Linked DNA regions of Mus musculus: region 1 is linked to region 2. The links are chromatin contacts, called in public Hi-C maps. All regions are on one chromosome and are shown on one strand. Each heading gives the region's core, a stretch centred on a gene start, on an enhancer-like site or on the middle of the called end of the contact. The rest is flanking DNA. Distances are from core to core; before and after follow the strand shown.

Region 1 (4,355 bases), core at 274-2,773, 730 kb before region 2:
AGAGGCTCTGTCAGAGCCTGACAAATACAGAGGTGGATACTCACAGTCATCTATAGGATGGAACACAGGGCCCCCAATGGAGGAGTTAGAGAAAGGACCCAAGGAGCTGAAGGGGTTTGCAGCCCCATAGGAGGAACAACAATATGAACCAAGCAGAGCTCCCCAGAACCCCTAGGGACTAAACCACCATCCAAAGAGAGACCCATGGCTCCAGCCACATATGTAGCAGAGGAGGGCCTTGTGGGGCATCAATGGGAGGAGAGGCCATTGGTCCTGTGAAGGTCGATGCCCCAGTGTAAGGGAATGCCAAGACATGGAAGCAGGAATGGGTAGGTGGGTGGGGGAACACTCTCATAGAAGCAGGGGGAGAGAGAGGATGGGATAGGGTGTTTCAGAGGGGAAACCAGGAAAGGGGATAGCATTTGAAATGTAAATAAAGAAAATATCTAATAAAAATTTTTTCAAAAAAGAGTTAGGTTTTCAGCTTTTATTGAAGCACGGAACAATGATAGTTATTAGTCCATATTTAAGCACAGAACAGTAATAAAGAGTTAAGTTCCCAGTGTTTAATAAAGCACAGAGGGTTAAGGAGAAAAGAAGCCATCAGCTTCTAGCCCCAGTACAGTTAGAGTTACAAGACCATCAGTCTTTTGACTGTTGTCCAACTCTGTGTTCCATCTCAGCTACCACTTCAAAAGGCTGGGGCAGTATCGCAGCAGAGTATGGACATGCTGGGTAGAGTCAGCGCTCACAGTCCCCAAACATTACATGTAGATGCTGATGCAGTCTGAAGGCACACTTTACCATGAAGACAAGGCCTCAGTCTTCTTTTAAAGAGAATGTGGTGTTTCGATGTGCCAGTCCAATTTGCTGCCCGAGCTTTCGTAATTATGGCCACAAGAGGGCATAATTGGCACCTTGGATTCCTGAACTCTAGACACCTCAGTGTTGGTGCCATCTCCTAGAAGCCTACACCAGGATGCTCATTCAGGCTAGGAGAGGATAGGGGAAGTTCCCTATCACATAGGCACAGCGAAACATTCCTTAGGAACAACTCAAGAGGAGACAACTGCCTCTCCTGTGCCACACTGCAGCTCAAGCATAAAGAGAAATCAAGTTGCTCTCATGCTTCCCATTTTAATCTGTCTTTTCCTGAGTCACTGTCTCCCTCTACTGGCACGTCCAGAAATTGCCTTTCACTAACACTGCCAGTTATCAATCTTTCAGCACCTGACCATGGGGCGTTCTCTTCAAGGCTCTTCTATCCAGTGAGTCACAGGTAGTGAGTGTGGTAGGACTCAGATCAGGAGCCCCTCAATCTCTTATCTTACTTGTTCTTTACAAACCACTCTGCCTGGGTGCTCTTTGCTCCATCCGGGACAGGAGGAAAATGAACAGCTTTGACTGAGGGAGGTGGTACCAAGGGGGAAGGAACTCGGAGTGATGATCAAGAGAATCCCCAGAGGGAGGAGTCTGGAGCCCAGGAAATTAATTTAAGGGTTAGACTTAAAGGAACAGGGCTGTAAGGGCAAAGACAGGAGACAGAACCTGCATCATATTGTCGCCAGCGGGGAAGATGGCTCTGCCCTGGACAATATTACTGGCTCTCTCTGGTATCTATGTCCAGGGAGCTCAGGCATGGTGTTCGGAAGAGGATACTCTCGAACTCGATAAACTAGTCAGTGAACCTGACATAGTGAAGTTTGCTTTGAGTGCATTCCACAAAAAGAGCAAGGATGAATATGCCTACAGGGTGATACACATCATGAATTTCTTGAAAGTACAGGTAGGTGATCTTGTCCACTTGCTGTTTTCTGATAAAGCAGGCAGGACACTTTTGTCTTGGCTAGACATTTGCAACCCATGGCTGAGTTACATATAAATCATTTGGCTTCATTGTTTAGAATGCTTTTCTAAGTTACATATTCTTTTGAATTAAGTTTACTCACATAAAAATTACTATGCAATATTATCCTGTTTTATGATAGTACTTACTTAATTAAAGAATACATTTTAGATCAGGCATGGTGGTATACAAATGTAGTTCCAGCATTTTGAAAGCTGGTACAGGAAGATCTGGACTTTGATGCAATATAATAATAATAATAATAATAATAATAATAATTCACAGAATAAGCACTTCTAGGGAGATCTTTCTATTGAACAAAGAAAATATTTACACAAAAATCCCATAGGCAAAGACTGAAGATATGTCAAAAGCACCTTTAAAAGTTTTTGCTAGCATATATTTATTATGCACAATAACAGATTTCATCATGACACTTCATAAATGTACATAATGTATTTTCACCATATTCGCCTCCCATTACTCTCTGTATACCCCTTCCATCCTTGCTTAATTCTTTTCTCATACCTTTTTGTATTTGTCTTTGTACTTTGTACATTGTTGCTGTTATTGTTGTTGTTGATTATGATGATAATCAAATGAGTTTAATTGGAGTTTCTACTGAAACATGCTCAAGTGATATTTTAGAGAAGTATGGGCAACTTACAAGCATATTAAAAAATTAAAACAGTTTGAGGGTTGCAGAGGGATCTGTCAGTAAAGTGCTTACCACACAAATATGAGGACTAGAGTTTGGATCCTCATCACCTATGTAAAAAGCCTGGCTCAGAGATGCACACCTGCAATCCCAGTGTCTGAAAGGCAGAGACAGAAAAGTCTGGAGAGGGCCAGCTACTGACCAGCCTAGTGTGAGTCAGCCTCAGCTTCAGTGACATGTCCCGTGTCAAAAGGTAAGATGGAGAGCTGCTGAGGAACACTCCTGCTGTCACTCTAGGCTTTATGCACACACATGCACAAACAAGTCATTGGAAAAAATGAGGAAGTGAAAGGAAGAGAAACAAAAGGTAGGCTGGGAAAACTTGCTGACTGTCAGGACAAGCTAACTGTCCTGAGAACCACCTACCAGCTCAGCTCCTTATCTCAGTTAATTCCCTTCTACTCTGGGTCCTTGGCAGGCTCACATAGCCCATTCACCAACATCCTAAAATGGTGATGAATCTCCACAGAATGTCCTCAGGATGGCAATGCTCATCTCCTAATGCCACACTATGGTCATGGGGGAGGATTCCTCTTTCCTCAACAGAGGAAGGAAAGGCAGAGGGCTTGTACAAAGCCGAGACCTCTGGAAATCTCTTTAGAGCACCTAGCTGGTCCTGTTAGGTCTCTTATGCTGGAACCTTACCTGTGAGCTAAGACTATGACTTTGCTAGAGACAGAGTTGGTCTTGTGGGAAGAAAGGATGGAAAGAGTGAAAGACTAGGCAAAGAAGAAAGGGGATACAGTAGAAGGAAGCAGGAGGAAGATTTCCGAGCTCACACTATATAGAAACTCACCATATGAACAAAATACCCATGAAAGGAGTTACAGAGACAACGTTTGGAGCAAAGATGAAAGGATGGACTATCCAGAGAATACCCCACCCGATAATACATCCCATAATCAGCCACCAAACCCAGACACTATTGCATATGCCAGAAAGATTTTGCTGAAGGGACCCTGTTATAGCTGTCTTGTATGAGGTTATGCCAGTGCCTGGCAAATACAGAAGTGGATGCTCATAGTCATCTATAAAATAGAACACAGGGCTCCTAATGGAGAAGCTAGAGAAAGCACCCAAGGAGCTGAAGGGGTCTGTAACCCTATAGGTGGAACAACAATATGAACGAACCAGTACCCCCAGAGCTTGTATCTCTAGCTGCATATGTAGCAGAAGATGGCCTAGTCGGCCATCACTGGGCAGAGAGGGCCCTTGGTATTGCAAACTTTATATGCCCCAGTACAGGGGAATGCCAGGGCCAAGAAGTGGGAGTGGGTAGGTAGGGGAGCAGGGTGGAGAAGGATATAGGAAACTTTGGAATAGCATTTGAAATGTATATAAAGAAAATGTCTCATTAAAAAAAAAAAAGAAAGAAACTCACCATACAAGCTATCGTTCTAATTCAGTGTGCTGGTGAATAGTGACTGTAACGTGAGGATTTTCTTAATGTAGGTCAAATGACAGCATCCTGCAGATCTAGCTTTATCCCGTTGGGCTGAATTATCAGCAGAGCCAATACCCTACCAGAGCCTGACCTCTGGGAATGTAGGTTAGTTCAGGCGCCTACTGAGAGTGAAACCGAGGTTTCCTTTGGTTGAATAGAATATGAGGATTTGAGTTAGATGATACACTAATGGTATGTGACTCAGCCTCTAATTTCCCCTAGCCTCTACCAGACTGCCTCCTCCTAACCTTTAACTCTCTACACTAGAGACCATCCCCTCCAAAACTTTTCACCTTTAAGAAGGGAATGCTAGACCTTGGAAAAACTCCACACTCAAGAGAGAAGCC
Region 2 (4,421 bases), core at 1,559-4,058:
TCCAATGCTATACCAAAAGTCCCCCATACCCACCCACCCCCACTCCCCTACCCACCCACTCCCCCTTTTTGGCCCTGGTGTTCCCCTGTTCTGGGGCATATAAAGTTTGCGTGTCCAATGGGCCTCTCTTTCCAGTGATGGCCGACTAGGCCATCTTTTGATACATATGCAGCTAGAGTCAAGAGCTCCGGGGTACTGGTTAGTTCATAATGTTGATCCACCTATAGGGTTGCAGATTCCTTTAGCTCTTTGGGTACTTTCTCTAGCTCCTCCATTGGGAGCCCTGTGATCCATCCATTAGCTGACTGTGAGCATCCACTTCTGTGTTTGCTAGGCCCCGGCATAGTCTCACAAGAGACAGCTACATCTGGGTTGGAACAATAGTTTTAATGAAATGGCCCATGGTACAAATTCATTGGAATGTCCTTCTCTTTTTCCACACCCTGATGTTTTTAATCTAGGTCAAATCAGATTAAAACAGCTAGACATCTCAGGAAGGGCATTGTACAGACAAGACAATTGATTAAACGGTATCTGTTAAAAGATTTGCCGAGTATTTGTAAGTGCTGTAACTGTTCTAGGGACTCAGTGACATCAGTGAACAAAGCAAGGGATGGGCCACAACATACCTACATCCTGGAATTGGAAGCCAGTAAGCAGAATCTAAGATCAGGCCATCATCCCAACAATGAGGTTGTGGGACAGAGAAAAGACAGAGCTGGAGAGAGAGGGTATGGCAGAATTAATTAAAGGATGTGCTGGGATGTTTCCCTGAGAAGATGAGCCATGGCTTAAGGGAAGTGCATGAGCAAGTGTAGAGAAAGAATGTGTAAGCCTGGCATCACAGAGGCCACTGTGGACAAAAGTGGGTAGAAGGGAGAGTCACAGATGCTGACACTGAAGACCCAGATCAGACAGGTTTGAAAGGCATTGCAGGAATTTCTCTTCATTCAGAATTAATCAGAAGCAGGAGAGGCTGTAAGTACTGGCCTGACAGCAAGTGATTAAGATTTTTAAAGAGATCACTTATCCTGATGTCCTATTAATAATAGACTATAGATGGACAGGTATAAAAGCCTGGAAAACTACTCAATTGTGGTGTTTGGAGAAAATAAAAGGAGAGATGAAACTGGTTCTGCTCTTAGCATCCTGGGATGACAAACAATCTGGTCCAGGCAGAGTATGTATGGCATATAAGAGGACAAGCCAAGACCTGAGCTATTAAGATGATGGAGTTCTATCTGGGCAATACAGAGGAGCTGGACCTCATGGTGAAGACATGGGTGAGCCAGCCCTGAGGATATAAGAGAGAGAGAGCTGGCCCAGCTCCTTACTACATGCAGTACTTGGAGAATAGGCCCTGGGTACTTCAACTGGGAAGCAAGGAGGAGCTGGCTCTGGATGCACAGGTGAGATGGCCTTGCCTCCTGATGATGTCTGCTTTGGGTGGGTTAGCCAGAGCAGTGCTGAAGAGCTCACCCTAGTGGTGCACAAAAGGGGAAGCAACGAGATAACTGGGAGGAGACCCAGTGAGAATCCAATATTGATGGTGTGGCAGAAGCCAGAGGCCTTGAACAATGAACATTGGCAAGTGAAGATGTGTGGATAGAACGCTATACTATGGGATGCACTGCAACACACTACAGCTCCCACAATGAGACGTTTTGGTTTGTTTATTGATTGAGTGTTTATTTTCTTCTGGGGAGGGGGGGGGTGAGGTTGCAAGGGCAGAGGGCAGATACAGGGGGAGAGAGATGAGTGAAACTAGCTAGGGTGCATGATGTGAAACTCACAAGGAATCAATAAAAAGTTATGGGGAAAGATGATGGAGTTCACACTAACCAGTGTAGAGAAGGTTCACTAGGTCCAGCCTAAAAAACAAGAATTCTTCATCAGCTATGACCCTGAGACATACTTAAACATCCTAGTCTTATTTTTCTAGAATGATTTACTTTTTTTTTCCCAGAATGATTTTCAAGGCAATCATGAGAGATTAGGAGAGGAGTTGGGCTAAATATATAAACACAGGGTGTAGTCAGGCCTGGTCGCTCCTGCACTTGGGAGGGTGAAGCAGGAGAATGGTTACCAGTCTAAGACAAGCCCGAGCTACATACAGAGTGGGGTCCTGTCTCAAAAACAGAAAGATAATAGCAATAAAAAAGCATGAATGTCTAAGGATATTGATGTTATTTCAAGTCACAAAAGAAGATAGGATTATTTCTTAATGAAAGAAAAGACCAGGGGTGGGGTGGGGTAGAAAAAGAGAGGGACAGCTAAGTTAGAGAGGGTTCATCAATAACCCTGAAGAAACAAGAGTACCACAGTCCCTGCTGTGGCTCATTTGGAAACATTATACCGAGAGCTAATGGAACATATTAGAAACGAGAAGCAGTGACGTGTGCTTGCAATGGGGCCTGCTTTTTCTCCCAGGCTTGTCCCGACTCTGTCTTTTCTCTCCCGGTTGTTAGTGTCATCACACACTCACCCCAGCTTCAGAGGACTCTAAGAAGAGTCAGGGTGATGGCATCTAACCCCTGAACCATGCACAGCGAGGAGACCCGGGGCTTTTGCCTATAGGGACTAAGGGTCTGGAGGAAATCACAGGTTGACAGTTTTCTGTCTTCCTCCAAACAAGCAGCTGCCTAAACCCCAAGGCATTCTCATTAGCACCAGGACAATAGCCAAGGTCGCCTACCACCTTAACAACATCTGGGCTCCACTGCCTGGTCACGTGGATAGGGAAGTGAGCCGCCAACCAGCTATTTCCGCCTTAGTCCTGTCCCGACCCTCCTGATGGCCCCAGTGAAAAGCATCTTGTCTGACCTGAGCTGTGGCTCACCAGCCCAGTGACTAGTGGTCATGTAAGAAGGGTGAGGCCCTGGCAAACAGATCTGCTCGCTCTCTCTCTCTCTCTCTCTCTCTCTCTCTCTCTCTCTCTCTCTCTCTCTCTGTGTGTGTGTGTGTGTGTGTGTGTGTGTGTGTATGTGTGTGTGTGTGTGTGTGTGTGTGTGTGTGTGTGTGTGTGTGTGTGTGTGTGTGTGTGGTCTGACTGGTGTGGCACGGGAAGGATGTGCCCAGTTGCAGACTGAATTTCCAAACGGTGTCTTCTGCTGCCCTCTGCTGCAAATTATGCTTCATTGAAGTTGGCTCTCGGGCGTGATTTCTCGTTTACCTTCTTTAAGGCATTTGGATAGTTTTGTATTAGCATGGATGCACGAGTTGACAATACTTTATACTGAGAATGTCCTTGTGATACCCCCCAGAGTCAGGACTTGTTTTTCCTGTCAGTGCTGGAAAGACTTGTAGCAGTAGTATTATTGATTGATGGGATTTGTAGGAAGCCCTTGTTGATTATCTCAGAGTCTGTGCACACACTGATCCAGAGCACATGAAGATGGAAGTGGTGAGTATGTATTCCCCTAAGCAGGAACATGTGAGTGTCAGTCTGAACTCTGGCTTCTCCAGGGCCTTCCAGCTCTTTGTCCAGTCACAGCTCTGATCATCTGAACACCAAGAGATGGAAGTTTGGGTGCTTGTGGTCTTGTATGAAAGCAGTCGTGACCCCCTAAGGCTATATAAGCAGTTGCTAAAGTGAGCCCCCTAGCCCCATCCTCACCAATCCACCAGGTGGCTTCTATAGACATTCTTTGCCTGGATTTACAGGAACTGCCAAGGGTCTGGCTGTCTGAACTAAATGTCAAGACTCTACCTCTTCACAGTGGTACACAGTAAGTCTGTATGAAACACCTGCCACTGTGGAAGATGAGGGTCAAGACAACATTCAATAAAGATGCCAGCTCCCCCAAACCCCAGGCTCTTGTTCTCATTCTTTGCCAGTTGTGCAACACACAGCTCTCAGACAGCATGGGAATAACTTATTTTAATCACTGTCCCAAATAGGGAAGTGTTCCTCCATCCACAGCACTTGGTAGGGACAATCTGAAGATTGTCTCCTCTTCTTGCCCATGTCTCTTCTGTGCTAGCTTTCCACTGTAGTTAGCACTTATGAAACTCGGTGCACATCTGTCCCTCCTAGGAAGACCATCCATAAAGTTCTTGTCCACTTTATGGTTCAGCAGCAGCACGAAGAGCAATGGTGAGAGAGAAGGGAACATTGCCAAGATGCGACTTGGGTGCTGAACTCTGAAGCCTCCAAAACTGAGAGCACGGATAGTGAAGCAAATGGTGTTTTCCTGACACACAGAAAGTATTAATTAGATCCAGCAATTTCCCAGCTAAGTGCTGAAAGGGTCCCTGGTAATTAAAAAAGCTAATCAGATTTTCAAAGGGCACTCATACCATGTAAACATAAGGGGATTATACTTGCTGTTCTCAGTATGTCATTTTAAGCTGTTAGGGGTGAGGTGCTCTGGCTGTTTAATCTTCTAGTCAAGGCAACACAAGCCTATTGACTGCCCACC

What was found. A called contact is a pair of places that touch in the nucleus more often than the background predicts.
Region 1: a contact with region 2 is called in a Hi-C map of cortical neurons, with 4 times the contacts expected there. The contact joins the promoter of Cstdc2 here to the enhancer-like site in region 2. A contact is called at or near these places in 1 of 39 promoter capture datasets (pre-B cells), 2 of 15 datasets of contacts at CTCF or cohesin (large pre-B cells and pro-B cells), 3 of 484 Hi-C or Micro-C datasets (the N1E-115 cell line and cortical neurons) and 1 of 115 datasets of contacts at active chromatin or transcription factors (bone marrow-derived macrophages).

Annotation. Positions count from the first base shown.
Region 1 is chr2:148,848,102-148,852,456 of GRCm38.p6, reverse strand. Cstdc2 (cystatin domain containing 2) reads left to right here and starts at 1,523. Exons shown (of 3, transcript NM_029960.3): 1 at 1,523-1,786. The coding sequence starts at 1,577.
Region 2 is chr2:148,121,033-148,125,453 of GRCm38.p6, reverse strand. No RefSeq gene overlaps it. Among named protein-coding and RNA genes, the nearest start is that of Gm24221, 28 kb to the left of the region's middle. Within about 2 kb of position 2,808, at least 44 of the 459 cell types and tissues checked have an H3K27ac peak or open chromatin away from gene starts, as enhancers often do. A contact at or near this core is called in cortical neurons, where this site is marked.